Linked DNA regions of Mus musculus: region 1 is linked to region 2. Evidence: chromatin contacts called from public promoter capture Hi-C data. All regions are on one chromosome and are shown on one strand. Each heading gives the region's core, a stretch centred on a gene start, on an enhancer-like site or on the middle of the called end of the contact. The rest is flanking DNA. Distances are from core to core; before and after follow the strand shown.

The links. Promoter capture Hi-C pulls out the DNA fragments that hold promoters and counts their contacts.
Region 1: a contact with region 2 is called in a promoter capture Hi-C map of stem cell-derived epiblast-like cells, with 2.9 times the contacts expected there. The contact joins the promoter of Cryba4 here to the promoter of 1700016B01Rik in region 2. A contact is called at or near these places in 1 of 39 promoter capture datasets (stem cell-derived epiblast-like cells) and 1 of 9 other capture datasets (adipose tissue).

The regions. Positions count from the first base shown.
Region 1 is chr5:112,247,995-112,254,032 of GRCm38.p6, forward strand. It overlaps Cryba4 (crystallin, beta A4), which reads right to left and starts at 4,524. Exons shown (of 6, transcript NM_021351.2): 1 at 4,498-4,524; 2 at 3,753-3,803; 3 at 3,025-3,143; 4 at 1,175-1,316; 5 at 181-323. The coding sequence starts at 3,791.
Region 2 is chr5:112,151,367-112,157,639 of GRCm38.p6, forward strand. It overlaps 1700016B01Rik (RIKEN cDNA 1700016B01 gene), which reads left to right and starts at 4,861. Exons shown (of 2, transcript NR_166436.1): 1 at 4,861-4,988.

The DNA.
Region 1 (6,038 bases), core at 3,274-5,773, 96 kb after region 2:
CCACATATGTCTGTCGTCCTTAAGCCAGCTTACCACAGGTGTCCCCCCATCACGTGCAATCCCCTAAATTCTGTCTGGTGCCCCGCGAGTCTCCATTCTCCAGCATGTTGGGAGCAAGTCTCTCTACAGATCGTGTCCCAGCCCCTCCCACATCGCTGTGTCTTGCCAGGGTCCACTTACGCCCCAGATTGAACATGGAAGGAGCCCACTTCAGTGCCGTCCCAGCCCATGGCCTGCAGAGAGGGATAGTCATCGTTCAGCTCGCCTTTCCTGCCCAGGAAGTTCTCCTGCTCGAAGATGGTCAGCCTTGAGTCGCGGTGGTTCTACAGACAACAGAGACCTGGGTCAGACTGCCAGGTGCCAGACTGACACACAGAAGCCACTCTCCCACAAGTGACACACAGAAGCCACTCAGCCTTTGCCTCACAAGTCGGCCTTCTGTCCAGAGCTCTGAGAAAGGCAATGGGCAACAAGACCCTTCAGCATCGGCCCTTCCAAGGAACAAGGGCAGGACAATAACTATAAAGATGTCCACCATAATCGTAAACCATAAAGGAATTGAATCTAAATGTCCAGTGACAGAAACCAGGCAGGAAGGTAGAGTGCCATGCTATAAGAAAATGTGTGACCATATGGGTTAAACTCCCGATTCTGCGCTTTGCCAGGGGGCTGAGCTCAGGTTTGCCACACAGTATTTCTGCAGCTCAGTTTCCCGGAGCCGTAACATAGAGCTGACCATATCTCCCTGCAGTGGGAGAATAAAGCCTATCTCCACCCATGCATCATCAACGGCAGTAATACACAACAGAGAAACCATGATGAGCTAGGGGCCTGTCTTCTCTGCGAGCCCTGCCTTGGGCTTTCCAGCTTCCACAGGGTTCTTGAACCATTAAAAGAGGGAAGTACCACCCGAAAGGGCTCCCACTGTAAGCAAAATTGCTACAGGCTGAGATTTCATGTCAGGGTGAAGCTACAACATGGCTGCTGCTGTCACCTCATTTTAAATTACAGGAGAGAGGGAGAGACAGAGAGAGAGAGAGAGAGAGAGAGAGAGAGAGAGAGAGAGAGAGAGAACACCCACATCACTCCCTTGATGGACGAGAACCCGGGTTTAGAGACCTGATTCCCAAGTGTCCATTAACAGTCACCCAGGGGTACAGGCAGTAGGACTCACAGCGCAGGCCACAGGCCGGAAGGAGGTGAGCCTCTCCGCAGGGTAGGCTGTGTTGCCACCCCAGGCATCCCAGCCCGGGTAATCGCCCCTCTCCAGCACATATTGCTGTCCTTGGAAGCCGGCGTGCTCAAAGCCTACCCACCTGCAGGCAGACAGGGCAGAAATGTCAAGAGAGAAGAACTGCCAATGTGAAAACCAGGTCAGGGCTCCCGTGGGGTGACTCACTTTAAGGCCACGTCACAATACCTGGGTGGTTATGACTTTTACGACTAGAGAAGGGCGGCAGGACAGTGATCATTTGGTTATTGGGGACCAACTGGTACAGCACTTAGGTTGGTCACCCCACCCAAGAGCAACCATGCCTAGACCTCAATAATGCCAATCAAGGGAAACCCTGCCTAAACGCCAACATAGGACATTCTGCCTAGGGCCAGCACCACTCTGGCTCCCACAGAGAAGGGACTGCCCTAGGCAGGTGCTCTGAGATCTTCACACAGGCACTGCCACCAAGTCAAGTCGTACGTGTCAACAGGGCTCAGCCACAGGCTGACCTTGGTTTCATTACCTCCTCGTGATCCTGTCAGACCCAGAGGCTGGCAGTCTGAGATGTGAGATGCTGTCTGACTTAAGCTGTTTCTCATTCTCCCTCCTCTGGGACAGCTTCTCCTGCCCTCCTCACTTCCCGTGGAGGAAGGGCCCTTCCGCATTCCCACCCTAAGCAGAAGCATGGAGCTCAACCCTCCTCAGCATTCTGTCACCCTCAGGGACAAAGAACTCAGGAGAGTTGTGTGTTGCTATCTGCGTAAGAAACAAGCACTCTGAATCCATGCATGCAGGCTCTTCTCCTCCTGTGCTGTCTTGTATGGCAGCTTGCAGGACGCTGTCCCTAGACCAGCAACTGTCCTTCCTAGCCCTGTCTCCCAATCTGAATAGATCAGAAGTTCAAAGAATAATCACCTTGTTGTGAGATGCACACAGACCACCAAGGTGACCTCCTCGGGAGGCACCCACAGGCAAAGCCTTGGCTCTGAGTTACGTAGAAAGGGTACTAGTCACCCTGTGGTCTTCTTTCTAACTTTCTGGGACCTTCTACCCAAGGAGAGAAGTATCAGCTGCCCATGACTTAAGTAGAAATAGGCTGGAAAGATGGCTCAGCGGTTAAGAGCACTGACATCTCCTCTGAAGGTCCTGAGTTCAAATCCAGCAACCACATGGTGGCTCACAACCATCCATAGTGAGATCTGACGCCCTCTTCTGGTGTGTCAGAAGACAGCTACAGTGTACTTACATATAATAATAAATAAATCGTGGGGCCAGAGCAACCAGAGGTCCTGATTTCGATTTCCAGCAACCACATGAAGGCTCACAACTATCTGTATAGCTACAGTGTACGCATATACAGAAATAAATCTTTTTTTCAAAAACAGATTAAGTAGCAATAAAAATGCAGCTCGTACATCACAGAATACGCCTTTGAAATCCTTTCTCAACGGTCACATGTGGCCAGTGACTCTCAATTTAAGTAGCTTTACAAAGCTTCCTATCCTTGTAGGAAGGGCAGTTGCAGAATGCTAGTCTCAGGGTTAATGTGTGAGTGATGCTAGCTTGTCAGTTCATGTCTAAGAGGGTATTTTCAGACCCAATCAGACTGTGCGATGGTGTCCCTTACAACCTGAGTTACCTGTATCAACAGCCATGCACACTCTTCAGCACTTGGGAGGGGCACATAGGTACAGTGCAAGCCTGGAAAGATGTACCTAGGATCATACACAGGCTCCAGCATGCCTCCTTACAGTCCCTCTTACCCTCCCGGCCACCACCCTGACTCGATGCCCTCCAGACAGACTCACGCTCCGCTCAGGACTTTGAGAGATCGCACCGTCTCAAAACCAAGTTCCAGGACACTGGGACACTCAGCTGTGAATTCATGCCGTCGGCCCTGGAAGCCTTCTTCATCCCACACCACCATCTGTGCAGGAAAGAAGGAGGGAATCTGTGGACATCAAGGTTTGGCGAGCAGAGAGGATCTTACCCTGGACTCAGAGTGAGTCAAACAGGTAAAGCAGAGGTCACATGCCTCCAGGGCCAGGTGGGTGAGCAAGGTGGACCGTGGGATCCTGGACAGCACAATTTTGTCTCCACCCTTGACTGTCATTAGGTAAGAAAACAAGCAGAGCTTCCATTTCCCAAAGCCTTCATCAAAGGCTTTTATGTGGCTCCGCTATATTATTTTTTGTGAGACAAGATCTCGCAAGACCCAGGCTGGCCTTGAGCCTACGAGCTTCCTTCTGCCTTTACTTCCCCAATGCTAGGGCAGGCATAAGCTATCACACCCAGATTTTAGTTTCCCTTTGCAAAGCCAAGCACGGCCAGAGAAGCACAGTAGAATGATTGTGTGCCAGGACTCAAGGGTGGGGACCAACTCGGGTTGCGTGCCTCAGGCAGGTTGCCCCCTAGTCTGAGCCTTGGGCTCAAGGCAGTCAGTAGCCCTCCTGCAGGATGATGGGGTTCAATGAAGTTGTTGTAAGAGGTTCTTAGATGTCGACTTCCTTCCCTCCCCTCCCAGGGTACTCCCTACCCTCCAGTGTCCAGCTGACTTGGTGCACTGCAGGGTCATGTTGGCACGGTCCTACAGAGAGAAGAACACAGTCACCTTCCATCTGGTTCCCAGCAGCATCTCTGACTGAAGGCTGACTTGGACAGTGTCAGAATCAAGATGGGTCTGGGTATCCCAGGACGGGGGCGATCCTTCTCCCACCCCACCCACGTGCAAACAGCACCAATCTCAGCCACATCTGGGTGCCATTGTCTCCAGCCCAGCTCACAGTGGACTGCAGTGCCAGATGAGTGGAGAGAGGTGGATGAATCACACACATGCACACACAGACACACACCCACATGCACATGTGCACAATCACACACATACACAAGTTCACACATGCACACTCACACACATGCACACATACATACAGGCACATACATACATGCATACATACATACATACATACATACATACATGCATGCGCACACACACACACACACACACACACACACACACACACAAGTGAGTGCACACACACACCAAAACAAAGTGCAGTGCTAGCCTAGTGCGTGGCTCTCATAGTGGACACACAGGTCACAAAATGATAGGGGAGGGGGATCTTGGCATTTAACTAAGAGTCACAGGCAGCAGTCTGACACACTTGTAGACTTCCTGGGATGTGATGGCATTCAGGGTTAGCCAGTGACATCCCCAAGATTGATATTGTAGGATGATGCCACCAGAGAGCTCGGCCCCACTCCTGTCTCCCTCTCATACTTACCAAGAAGGGCCCAGAGCACACGTCAGAACCAGAACCAGACAAGGTCAGGGCTCTTATAGGCAGGAAAGGAACAGGGGCCCCAAGGGACAAACACAGACTCAGCAAGCCAGAGATAGAAACAAAAGCCAGTCCTGGCCAAGGCCCAGAGTGGACATGTCAGCAGCTCTGCCTTTAGTGGGGAAGGACTGGTGGCTTGCCCAGGGTCAGCACTAGGGAATATGAGGGGTAGATAGCCTATTTCCATTGGTTCCACAGGACTCCTGTCCAGGACTAGGGACCCAACATCATCTTGATGGTGGGTGTCCTTCTGTCTGTCTGCATGATAGGACAGACAGAAGCCAGATCATAGAGTTCTGTGCCTGCCCTCCTCCTTCACCTCACCTGCCCCTGCCTCTTCTAGCTGGACGTCACACTTTCACTTGAGGATACTCTTTGAAAAAGTGGAAACAATGTATACAGTAGCTTGGAAGTAACCGGTTCTAAGCAAAACCCTGGGGGCCTGGAGCAAGGGCTTTGGATAACAAATACCCAGCAGTACAACTCTTCTCAGGAGGTGAGAGTGGTGGTCAGGGCTAGAACCCATGCACTCCACAAGGCAGAAGCATCCAGGGCTGTGCATGCAGAAGCAAAGGGCGGGGCGGGGGGGGGGGGGGCGCTGCAGCTTGCTAGCATGCTTCCCAAAGCAGTGCATGCCAGATAAGCACCCAAAGCATATGGAATCCCCTGATCCCTGCCTCTGAGGGGTCCTGTTGCAGGAGAGGGTAGCATGGCAGGAGCGGCTTGTGGTAAAACTCAGCCTTGCTACTGGGTGACCCAGATAAAGAGCGAGTCCTTTGATGGCCAGGAAAATAGCAACATCTCTTCCTTCCTGGGATGTCAGAACAGTTGTCTCACGTTCAGGGCGTGGCGAAGGGTGGACCGGAAGGGTGGACCGGTGCAGTCTCCACAGCCAGTAGCCTGTGTCTGCATCCCGTGCCTGGGGGCTAATTACTTTTGAGCAGGTTCCCAGTGAATGCCTCTAAGCCTCAGTTGTGCTGTGAAATAAAAAAGACAAAGCTCAGTGGGGTACCTCCAAGCCTGACTTTAATCCTCAGGACCACAGGGTAGTAGGGAGAACTGACTCCTGAAAGTTACCCTCTGACCTTCTGACCTCCATGTGAGTGCACACACACACACACACACACACATGCTCTCTCACACCCTCACACTCTCACACACTCATACACTCACACAGTCTCACACACACTCACACACACACACTCACATACTCTCTCACACACTCTCACACACTCACACACACTCTCACTCTCTCTCTCTCTCACACACACAAACTTTAATGGTTAGCCTGAAAGCACAGGATGCTATGAACATAAATATGATAAATATGTTCCTGATGAAGAGTGCCTGTACCTGTTCTAAGAACAAAGGGAATTACCTGGGTCTTGGCCATGTTTGCCATCCTGGACAGCCATAAAATATAGTATTATTATGAATGGCAGTTCCCCAAAAGCAAGAGCTCACAGAGTCTGGAATGAGAGATG
Region 2 (6,273 bases), core at 3,611-6,110:
GAGACTGAGGTCCAAAGAGCAATAATAAGTTAGGTGAGTCCGAAGAAGGAGTTTCATGGTACTGAACTGTCCTGGGGAAGGGGAAGAGGGTGGGTGCATGGTAGACAGGGGTCCTTCCATAGTTCTGACCCGAGAAGAGAAGACCCACCCCTCAGGGCCATAGGCAAGCATTCTGCTCTGCAGTCATTCCAAGGTGGGCTGTGTGACCTTGTTCCCATGGCATCTCCTCTCTGAGCCTCAGCTGCCTCACTGGGAGCAGGCCCCACTCCTTTTGATGCTCCCATCTCCTGATGAAGATGCCCTTTTGACGCCCCTAGAATCCAAGAAGACCCTGAGGAGTCTTGGACAAAAGGAAACCACTGGACAGGGACTTCCGACCAGGAGTCCCAGGGGCAGATATTGCGAGCCCGTGATGCAGGCTGTGTCGTCTCATCTGATTTCTACGCATCTGCACCATGTTCATACCCTCCTCCAATCTCACAGCAACCTGAGGGTGCATGCCTCCCTGTAACAGATGGGGACCGGAGACCAAGGCACCAAGTGGCCTCACTACATCACCAAGCACAGCCACCCACGTCTGCCCACTTCCACGGTCACTATCCTTCTCTGGAGCTCTCCACCCTGACCAGCCCCTTCCTCATGACCCTCACCCAAGGATAGCAAAATACAGTTTTGGAATCACACACAGCGGGATTCCCTGAGAACACACCACAAGCCTGGGAAATAAAAGACAAACTAGAAACATGAACCCGTACTCTGAAACCTAAAACTTTGATGAAGCAAATGGTGGTACTGTGGACCCAAGAGACATGAGCTGCAAACTCTGTGCCAGATAAGCAACTATGTCCATAATATGTAAAGAGCTCTGGCATTTCAACAATGAGGAGATGCTTGTCTTCAATAAGCAAAAAGTATGAATAGATGTTTCTATTTATAGATTACGACCCGAATGGCAAAAGAAAACAGGGAAAGATGTTTGACATCAGTTGTCAGCAGAAAAATGTATGTCAAGATCACAGTAAGAGACTCCTAGGGTAGTCAGAATAAAATAATCAGATCATTCAAGAAGTAGGAAATGATAAACAGCCTTTTTAGAAACAGGCTGGGAGCCCCTCAAATAATTACATACAGCACTACCATGTGACCCAAAACTTCCCTGACAGACACACCTATCCAAAGGAATGAAAATACACACCCACACAAAAGTTTCTAACAGGGTCATCCATAAAGCCAGAAGGAGGAAGCCATCCACAGAGGAACCCAAACTCGGGACCTCCATGCATTGGACTATTACTTGGCCCTTAAAAGGGAATAAAGAGTTTGGGGTGTATTATGGAATGGATGCACCCTTGGAACACAATGCCAAACAGGAACAAGCCAGACCAGGAAGACCCCACACTACTGGCTTCCACTGTGTGAGATGACCAGGGATACACAGATCCATGGGACAGAAAGCCAACAGGCAGTTTGGGCAGAAAGGAGAGGCACAGAGATAGACAGACAGACAGAGAGAAAGAGGAGAGACAGAGGGGAAAGGGGAGAGGGAAAGAGAGAAGAGAGAGAAGGAGAGAGAGAGAGAGGGAGAGAGAAGGAGGAAGAGGGAGACAGAGAGAGAGAGAGAAGGAGGGAGAGGGAGACAGAGAGAGGGGGGGGAGAGAGAGAGAGGGAGGGCAGAGGGAGAGAGGAAGTGACCACTAGGCAGGAGCAGGTGCCTTTGGGTGTATCCTCCAGTGAGACTATTGAGCAGTTCTGACCATGACTTACTTGTTCACAGGTATGGGGGACAGAAGTGTACACAGGAGCGCGCGCGCGCGCGCGCGCGCGCGTGTGTGTGTGTGTGTGTGTGTGTGTGTGTGTAGTCCCTCACACATGCCCACCTTGTTTACTGAGGCAGGGTTGGGATGGGAGGAAGGTGTCTTTGGTGAAGGTGGATAGCGGATAGCATCTCTCAGTGGCACCTCTGAAGGACCAGCACACCCAGGTGTGTGGCAGGGATCGAACTCAGGCTTTGGCTTCTATAGCAAGCATTTAACCATGGGTGTCTTCTCCCAGCCCCTAAATGTAATGTTAAACAGGAGCGTTTTATGGTGTGGGGCGACATTCAAACATCAATAAACTGGGAGCGTTTGTCTTGTTTCTTTTCTTTTTCTTTCTTTCTTTTTTTAAGGCAGCCCAGGCAAGCTGCAGGGCGTCGCAACTTTGAAACAAACCCTTACAAGCATCAAGTTCCTCTTTAAAATAGACTAAGCCACATGTCCTGTGGCTGGGGCCCAGCCAGCACACAGTAGGTGCTCACCTGTGAGAGGTTCCTCTCATGCTGGGCTGTGTGGCCCAGGAAAGCCAGGCACACACAGCCCCGGACCGACTGGGCAGGGAGCCGCTCACAGCTGGGTGACATAATTTAGATGGATGTCTCCGGCCATGCGTCGGGCAGGGAGCGGGCGGCCCGGGAAGAGGCCGTGGAGGAGCCCATTACCGTACACGTGTTAACAGCGCATCCTTTGTACCGACAGCGCGGGCGGGCGGGCGCGGGCCGAGGCCGCTCCCCGCATTGTCTGCGCCGCGGCCGGTGATGGATGGGCCAGCCCGTCTTGCCCGGGTATCGCGGGCCGACAGCGACACCGCGTGGCCATCATGGGAACTGCAGTCCAAGGGCGTGTGCGCAGAGAGCCAGCACCAGGCTTGCGTATTGCATTTAGCACGTTAAGGGGACCCACAGGCACATGACTTTTATTACCAAACATAAAGCGGGTACAATAAGGTTCAAGTCCTGCCTCCGAGGAATAATAGAGTGGCGTTCAGTAGGAGCCCAGCCCCACATGCGCCAGGCTCTGAGTCCCATCCCCAGCGCCCCCAAATTGAAAATTAAATTGTTATAAGTTGTTTGGTCGGAGTCTGTAGCATGGCTACTTTGCAGAGGTTCTATTCGGTTCCCTGCACCCACACGATGGCTCACAACTGCCTGTGACCCCAGTACCAAGGATCCCACACTTCTTCAGACCTCCATGGGCTTCTGACACACACATGGCTCGCAGACATATTACTCAGGCACACATGCAAGGAATATTTTTAGTTTTAAAAATATAAAAGTCTTTGCTGTGTGCTGGCACTGATCTGCAATCCCAGAACTTAGAAGCAGAAGCGTGCCTACCACAGATGTAGAGCAGGACCCTGTCTCAAAAGTGGTAAAGCAACCGGCTAGGTGAGGTGGCCAAAAGCAATCAGAGAATACTTTTTTAGTACAAATACATCCCCAACTCCAGAACATCTAACTCTCCTTATGAAAACTAACCTTGCATTGGCTTCTCACAGGGCTTTGCTGGGTGTTGTGTGTGTAAGTCTTGCACTGGGGTGAGTTTGGTCCCCACCCAGTCACCAATCTGCTCCCAAGACCATGGAGAAGCCTGATGCTTTGGGTGGCCAGAATCCAGGAGGCAGCCTAGGGCAGCCAGCCTCGTGAAGGTCCGATGAGTTCCAGTTCCTGAGTTGTTCTGGATACAAAACAGCCCTGCAAGGCTGCCGCCCCTGCCTCAGCACCAAAGCAGCCCTGGCAGCCAGGAATGAGGCACTCAAATCCATATACAGGGAGGGTGCGGCAGGGAGACAGGACAAGGGCACCCTAGACTTGACCTCAGTCTCTTCACATGCCAGAAAGTGACTCATGACCAATAATGAAGACCCTTCGGCAGCCAAGCTCCCAGAACAACCACCTTGGTCCTTAGAAATTCCAGATCTGTGTGACTCTGGAAGCTTTCTGTGCTGCTAGAGTCCTCAAAGAGGAGAAGCCTTGATGTAAAAATACCGCCATAAGCCTATGGGCAGTTTTCTTGATTAGTGATTGATGGGGGCCCGCCCATTGTGGGTGGAGCCAGTTCATTGTGGGTGTGGTCAGCCCATTATGGGTGTGGCAATCCCGTTGTTGGTGGAGCCATCCTTGGGCTGGTGGCCCTGAGTTCTATAAGAAGGCAGGCTGAGGGCTGGTGAGATGGCTCAGTGGGTAAGAGCACCCGACTGCTCTTCCAAAGGTCCGAAGTTCAAGTCCCAGCAACCACATGGTGGCTCACAACCACCCGTGATAAGATCTGACTCCCTCTTCCGGAGTGTCTGAAGACAGCTACATATAATAAATAAATAAATAAATAAATCTTTAAAAAAAAAAAAAAAAAAGGCAGGCTGAGCAAGCCATGGTGAGGAAGCCAGTAAGCAGCACCCTCCATGGCCTCTGCATCAGCTCCTGCCTCCAGGTTCCTTCCCTGCTTGAGTTCCTTTCCCGACTTTCTTTGGTGATGGGCTGTGGTGTGGAAGTGTGAGCAGAATTAACCCTTTCCTCCCCATGCTGGTTGTGGTGTCTCATCACAACAACAGTGACTCTAAGATGCTGACCAAGGAGGTGACTAAATCCAAGCAGTAAGAACCAATCAAATGAGAAACAAGTGCTCAGAAGGGCCTTCTGTCACGCCCCATAATGTGCTTGTCTCTCCCAAATCACCCTACAAAGAATTACCCCTACTTCACAGGAGAAAAACTTGAAATTCAGAGAGGGCAAGTCATCGACCCAAGGTCACACAGTGAGTTAGATGTCTAAACTCAAACTCAGCTCTCTAGATGTCCTTAAAATGCAAGGAATTGTCCTAGAAATGACAAGTTCCAGAGAAGGTAAGACACCCACACAGACTAGCCTCTGTTTTGCACCTTAAAAGTAGGTGTCCCCTCCAGCAACCCCTCTCTCTCCACAGCCCTCCCCCACCCCCAGTACCTCCACTCTCCAGAACAGAGATGGTTGCCAAGGAAACAACATTACCAAATAAGCCCCCATTGTCTGGGGCCCTGAGAGGAAATTCATAAGCCCAACCCCTGCTCATTGACCCCTGGTGACCCCAAGGGAGACACCAACCCTCTCTCCGAGCCCCTCCCCAACCCAGCTCAGCTCAACAAAGTGCACCCCAGAGGGGGCCACAGCCAAGACAGAGCTCCCTGAAATGGCCCAGGTAACTACTAGCCTAGGTTCCAGATGCTTACCTTAGTGGTACCAGCACTTATGGCTTTGTAGGTATGTCCTACTGTGTGCTTAAGGATGCCTCCTACTGTGTGCTCATAAAGAGCTCCTTCTGTATGCAAGTGTGTGAATGTGTGTGGCAGGCAGAGGTCAGCCTTAGAGGTAAGCTAAGCTGGCCAGTGAACCCTAGCATCTGCCTGCCTCTGACTCCCTGGCTCTGGGATGGCACATTCACCCACATCTGTCTTTCATGTGAGTTCTGGGGGCCAAGCTCTGGGCCTCAGTCCTGCTGAGAGAAGCTTAAGTAGTGAGGTGTTTCCCTAGCCCCTTCTATGCCAAGACACTGTGGAAGTGAGTCTGGGGATGCAGCAAGCAAGGCTGTCACTCGAGCCAACCCTTAGAATCCAATCGAGGTACACAAGAAGGGAGGGCTGGAGGCATAGTAGGGAGAGGAACTCTTTCTCTGAGACAGAACTGGGCCCAAGGTGGTCAACAGGGCCCCATGCTTAAGCAGCTCGGCCAGCTTCAGAAAGCCCACCTCCGTGACTGCACATTTTCATCCTTGATGCCTGGTGAGGTGAGGTACCACCCATCACCTGGTGCCCTTGAACATGGATCAAGGGAACAGTAAGGAGGGCCCAAAGAGCTTGGGTTGCCCTTGCTGAAACTTCAAGGCTGCCTATTACTGCAGCAGACCCTGCCTTGTGCTGACTGTTGCACCCAGCATAGACACAGATGCGCAGGATGGAACTCATTGGCAAGAATAAGTCTAAGTTCCATCTCCAAGCCAATTGCTGTGGCAAAGGAAGGAAGGAGTGATCTGATTGGCACTGGCTTAGTGCAGGGGACACCTTCCTCCAGATGTGGGGGAGGACATGGCAGAGGGAAGGCACAGTGTGACCAGAAAGGAAACAGCTGACATTAAGGCAGAGCAACAAGTTTTCACTCTGAAAACCTTGCAGCCTGACACAGACCAGAGTGTGAGGGCCATCCTGCAGCCAAGGGCCTTTCAGGAAGTCCTCTGACTCGGGCACAGGCAGCTGGATTTACACAGGAGGATGGCAGAAACCAGGGCAAAGAAAGACTGTCAGCAGGCCCCTGGCTCTCTCGCCTGCTTAGAGCAAAGGTGAAGGGCAGGGGTTGGGGGCAGGGACAGGCCTGGAGCTTTGTCCCAGAACTTATGGCTTTTCCCCATCAGTACTTTCCAGAAAGAAAGAAAGAGGGAAAGAAAGAAAGAAAGAAAGAAAGAAAGAAAGAAAGAAAGAAAGAAAGAAAGA